Linked DNA regions of Mus musculus: region 1 is linked to region 2. A link is a contact called in public Hi-C data. All regions are on one chromosome and are shown on one strand. The core of a region is the stretch at or near the end of the contact, and the rest is flanking DNA. Distances in the headings are between cores, read along the strand shown.

The links. Hi-C and Micro-C count contacts between places; a contact is called where the count stands out from the background.
Region 1: a contact with region 2 is called in a Hi-C map of the N1E-115 cell line, with 4 times the contacts expected there. The contact joins two enhancer-like sites.

What each region holds. Positions count from the first base shown.
Region 1 is chr8:108,845,743-108,848,614 of GRCm38.p6, reverse strand. The region is part of intron 3 of Zfhx3 (zinc finger homeobox 3); the gene reads right to left. Among named protein-coding and RNA genes, the nearest start is that of Mir3108, 90 kb to the left of the region's middle. Within about 2 kb of position 1,619, at least 26 of the 459 cell types and tissues checked have an H3K27ac peak or open chromatin away from gene starts, as enhancers often do. A contact at or near this core is called in the N1E-115 cell line, where this site is marked.
Region 2 is chr8:109,184,624-109,187,625 of GRCm38.p6, reverse strand. The region is part of intron 5 of D030068K23Rik (RIKEN cDNA D030068K23 gene); the gene reads right to left. The region is part of intron 1 of 4922502B01Rik (RIKEN cDNA 4922502B01 gene); the gene reads left to right. Among named protein-coding and RNA genes, the nearest start is that of 4922502B01Rik, 64 kb to the left of the region's middle. Within about 2 kb of position 1,640, at least 48 of the 459 cell types and tissues checked have an H3K27ac peak or open chromatin away from gene starts, as enhancers often do. A contact at or near this core is called in the N1E-115 cell line, where this site is marked.

The DNA.
Region 1 (2,872 bases), core at 370-2,869, 340 kb after region 2:
GGCCCTTGCCACATGTTCGTCCATCCCTTTGTCTATTGGTGAAAAATCAAGGGTCCTGTTCTTAATCAAGTCTGTGGATATCCCAGGTGAGGACAGAGGACACAGCTTAGATGGCATAACTGGGAGGCACACTCCCCTCACTCCTAACTACACTCTGAGGGGCTCACTTATTTGTCTCTCCGACACCATGAAAATCCACATGGCAGAGGCAGGGTGAAAGGCTGCCTGGCAGTCCACACAGGTGCCATGGCTCCATCTGTAAAGTGGAGGCATTCACACGTGCCGCGCCTCCACAGAGGCCATTGATCGAGCCGTGTGAGAAGCCATAAGTGGAAAAACCTCTGGAAAATGCGAAGGGCTGTCTGAACATTTGGCACCACTGTGATCATCACACTTCGAGCCCAGATCCTGCCTCCTCACACCTGACAGGTGGGTGCCACACCACAGGCCTGGATGTTGGTGATGCAACTAATGTTTTAGCTCACTGGCTCTCCAACATGGGCGGCATTGATCAGGAGCACAGAGTTTGGGGCGGGCACGGTGGGGGGGAGGGGGGTACACAGATGCAGTTGTGACACCTTGAGTTACTAGGGCCCCTTCCAGGGGGCTCTAATTCAGCCAGAATTTATAATCAGATGCCAGTGCTGAGGCTATGGCTTGGACAACAATCACCAGAGTGGGGGGGGGGGGGGAGAGACCCAGGTGAGAAAACATGGAGACACCCCCACAGAAAGGAGGAAAACTTCCAAGGCCTCAAATCTCTGCACTCTGCCATTTTCCTGAAGGGAAGTCGGGTACATCACGCAAGACCTGCATGCAAGAATTCACCTCCCCCCCACCCCCAATGAAAAAGTCACTGGGGCAGAGCTGCCCACTACTGGCCTGCTTCACAACTTCCATAAAAGTCACAACTGCCTCTATTCATCTTCCTCTGGCCTGTCACTCCTGTAGTCTAAAGTTCCCTGGGGCTGTGGGAGGGACCAGGACAGGTGGCAGGGAAGTGGAGGGTGTGGCTGTTTTCCTCCTCTGCTCTGCCTTCCTGCTAGGGGTACCCCCCCCCCAAACAGATGCTCTTTGGAACCAAGCCCACAGTGACTCTCAACCAATAGCGAATAAAAAGAAGCATCTTTAAGGTCCCTCCCATGCTCTTCCACTTCCTGGCTGCTGCTGCTGCTGAGAGTATGAATTTGGTATCCAAAACTTGGTGCCTCCTCCCGAGCTCTACTGGTACCACCTTCATGATGAGAGAAGCCAGGGGTGGCCAGCCATGCCAGAGAGCAGGGATATGGAACATCCATGGGGCAAACTTACTCATAAGCAGTTTGTGATTTTTTTTTTTTTAAATTCAATTTCTCCCTTGGAAGGGGAAAATGGGAACTGGACAGAGAGAAACTTGCTGACACATCTGGCGGGGATCCTCCCACCTACTGTTAACAGCACATCCTTTCTTCTCAGAGTCCACTACTTTTGCTGATGGTCGGTCGGCTGGCCGAAGGGAACAGGAAGGAGGACAGGGAGCAACAAGGTAAAAGAAACCTGTTTGTAGGAAACAGATCCAAGTGCCTGCCAAGAGACCAAGACCCGGCCATCTGCAGGCTAGATGGCCACATGGCAAGAGGGACCGTTTTCAGGAACCATGACATGGCTAGTTTCTCCACTCTGCTTTCAGGACCGCCCCTCACCCCCCAATAGATAACCCAGACAAACAACCAGCACACCGAGCTCCCCCCCCCCCCGCACCCCCCCAGGTCTCATTAAAAGCCGATACTGCCGGCCTCAAGATGGAGAGCTCAGCATGGATTTTACTGAACGTTAAATCAACCAGCGAGCGCAGCCAGCAAACTCTGTGCCACTTTAACTTTAAATAATGCAATAATTATTGAATTTCCTTTTTATAACTGAAGTGCTGGAATGTAAACAATGGGGCTGTAATTGCAGGAAGGGGGGATCAATAGAGGCAATCGTTTTCAGCCATGTTAATTGTAAATACAATTGCTCCAAGATGTCAGCCGTGTTCTTCTTGCTTCCAGAATCATCCTAACGGATGACAGAGTCCAACTTTCCCATTACAGCTGTTCGTTCCTTTAAGAGGTTCTCAATCAGGTCTGATCAACCTGTCAAGATAATGCATGGAGTAAGTAAGACTCTTCCAAACACAGGCTCCCAATCAATAGCCGGGACCGGCTTAATGAGGTGGGGCTAAGGCCCAGAGGGAGGGAACAGCCCCCAGCTTGTGCCTAGGTTTGGCAGCCAGGCTTCCTAGCATGGTCCTGATAAACAGATCAGCCCTTAATGAGGACATTAGTTATGCATGCTTCAGCAAGCAGCGAGGCACCCATCCCTTGGGACAGACGGACAGAAAGCAAAATAGATTAACAGAAAACAATATGGTGCCAAATTAGGTCTAACTGAAGACTTTTTCCCTCCTTCTCCTGCTTCTCTTAATTGTCCAGCAGAGTGGAGGACATCGATTAGTCACTCCACTGGGCATGGGCTCAAAGACAGGAGTATCTCCTGGGCTGGGGGTGGGGGGGTGGGGAGAATCTCTGGGAGTCTGCTGGCTTCCCTCGACTGTACGGTCCCTGAAGATTAAAATCTCACAACCTCAGCAGCATTTAAAGGCCACAAGGGGCCTCCCACAGAAGGGTCTCAGTACTGTCCGTCCAGTAGAATAGAAAGACGAGACTGAGCCCTGAAATCTGATGTTCTCACAGAGATCCAACTGCCATTCTTGAGGCCAAGATCCAGCTTTGGTCTTCAGAATGGTTGTTCCTCATGGAAGTTGCGAGTGTCGAAAGCCGCTGCTCCGAGGCCCATGGCTGCTGGAGGAGCCTGAGTTCTCACAAAGATAACAAACAAGGACGATACATTC
Region 2 (3,002 bases), core at 391-2,890:
ACCACGCGACAGTTACCACACGACACTTTGTTACTTATTCACACCCTCGGTATTTCCAGCTTTCTTTTAATTTCAGGAAAGCCTCACCCCCATTTTCATTATTGTCCTCCCCCCGCCCTCAAGCGGACTACCACTGTTTGCAAATCAGAATTGGAAAGTAATGTGGCTAGGCTTTGATTTGATTATTTAGGACTTGTAAAAAATATCGGGTTCTGTACCACACATAAATGCTTATATTATACACCCAATAAGCAATATTTCACTGAAGAACGGCGTAGAAAGTGAAGATGAGGCATGTGGTGGTCCTTTAAAGGTTGCAGATGCAACTGCTCCAGTCACCCACAACAGCCAGGCTTAGTGTCCTGGGCTCAGTGTCCTAGTGACGGCGTCCTAAGGTGTGCAGTTACTGCAAAGACGGGCAGCTTCACAGCTGCAATGGCTGCCCGGTGTACCTTTGTTGTCTGTTACCTCTGTATTTGCTATTCAGTCAGTGATGATGACAGAGAGTTATGAGGAGGGCAGAGATTATTCAACAGACTCCATAGGCTCTTTTAATATTCTCCTGATGAGATAGTAACATCAACTTTGCTAGAGCTGCCATGTGATTTTTTTTTTTCCTAGAAGCTGTACCTTTGAGTCTCTTCAGGGTCCAAGTGTAAGTCAGTAGTGATAGAAAAAAAAATAAGAAAAGGGGAAAAGGAAAGAAAGAGAGGAGGAAGGGAGGGGGAGGAAAGGAAGAGAGAGAGAGAGAGAGAGAGAGAGAGAGAGAGAGAGAGAGAGAGAAATTGGTACCTGTAAGCTTGTATCATTTCCATACAGTATGAAAAAAAAAAAAAAGAAACCATTTAAAAATGTTAAATATAACAATTAAATCAGCATGGAAGGAGAGGTGGGAATGATGGAGTCTGTTCAGAAAAAAAAAAAAAAAAGACTCCAGTTGAGGCTGTACAGAGTAGATCCATAGCCTGTCTGTGAAACCTGCTGAGAGACATGGGTGCACAGAAACAGCACCAGGCGACCTGTATCCTACACGGCCAGGCAGTGGGCAGCTGAGATGGATGTCACTGCCTTCACCAGGACTGTTCATGGGACACGTCCTTACTGCTAGAAGGCACTGGCATGTAACGGGATACTGCCGTGTCTCACCACATACATGCACACACACATCCTTGCAAAAACACGTGCAGCAGCGTCTGGTGTTGATATTCTAGTCCCACGTAATTGCTTTCCTTTATTTTGTTGACATTCATTTTCAAGCCTGACTCAGAACCACCACTAGGAAAGTAAGCAGGTAGGGCCTTGGTTGTCAATTTATTTATTTTTTTTTATTTCACTAACTGCAAATCTGTGCTTGTTTGCAAGAAACTTACGGCATTTGGTACTTAGCAGTGCTAGAAATCCCAAGAACAAGTAGGATGTTGTATCAGTTTCTTTGATGAAGCAAACCATACATCCTATTATTCACTGTATGTGGGTGAGCTACCACCACCAGGAAGCTCACTCCTGGCTGTAATTCACTCCCAGCACTGCCCAGAAGGTGTCACCACAGCCTCATTGGCTTCAAGGATTTGGGGACAAGTGGGGAGTAGGAGGCAAAGGGAGAAAAACAGACACAAAGAAGGGGAAAAAAAGTGTTCACGCAGACAAAGGAAAACAAGACAATGTGCCAGGCAATAAAACTCCCAGAGAAACCCAGACATTCGCCCAACCTAACAGTGTGACTTGCCCAGAGGAGAGTGGCCCTCCGTTTGTTGGTGAAGGCAGGAAGTGGGAGAATGGAGGCAGAGGCTGATCCACGCAGGCATTTTGTGGAGAGTAAACAACACGTGGTGAACACTAAGCCTGGTCCAAGATGCCCATCTAACCTGCTCACCTGGCTTTCACCTGTGGTGGTGGTTCGGTGCTGGACCATACAAAGGGGACCTAACAGCTGCGAAGCCATGCTAGGAAGAGTCAGACGACATAGAACACAGTCTTTTTTTTTTTTTTTTACTGCGGAAGCCACACAAATTAACTCCAAATTACTGCTACAGTCAGACAAGGAGAAGCTTCGAGGCACAGAACTTGTTGCTGTAGTTCATCTTGCTTGAGGTGGTGGCTTCACTCATCTACTAGTTGCTAAAAGCCACCCCGTTTACAGCACGACAGCTTTTAATCTCTGCTCTCTCCCCCAGCAGCCCCCCCCCCACCGTAGTTTAATTAAAAGACAATGAACCTTTTAAAGTAGTCAGACGGAAAATATAAAATTGCCCTGTTCTATCAAAGCTTAAGACATTCTCGTTCTCAGAACATGAGAGGAATTCAAAGTAGCTCACTTGGTGGTTTATTACGCCATGGTCCCTCTGTGCCATTCTTTATCAGGGCTCTTGGAATAGCTATTTGAAACCAGAAAGGCGGGTCAACCTCAGACTGATAAATAGTCAAAATTACAAACAAGCAAGCAAGTAAAAACAGCCGCATGCGATCAACATGGTGTAGTCTCTAGGTCATTGTGTGTGATATTTATTTCTAGAATGTCACTATACATCGAAATTGCCCCTATGTGTTAACTTACAGGAGTCTAAAATAGGTAGCCTTTCTGACTTAATATATTCTCAGTTTAAGAGTACAGGAGCTATAAGAAGATTTAAAAATAGTAAATGTTATTGGATGATAGGTGGGTATGGATACTTAGCCTTCTTCTAACTCCACAGCCTAAATCTATTAATTTTGGCAAAGGGCACCGAGACACATCCGTGTGATTTGAAATGTTTCATGGGAGTCTTTAAGCATGAAGATCCCGTCTAATCTTTCCAGACATTAAGATGCTTCATCCCGAAGACCCCTTCATAGCAAATTGTAAGCTGTTCTGTTTTATGCGCTCTGACAGGATGAAGGGCTGAGCTGGCCCTAGAGGGATAGGAGACGGACAGAGTCTGAGGAGTTCAAACTTGAGATTTCCAATAAAGCACCTCCTACAATTAGAAGACAGCTATGGCAGCGTATTATTAGATAGTTGCAGG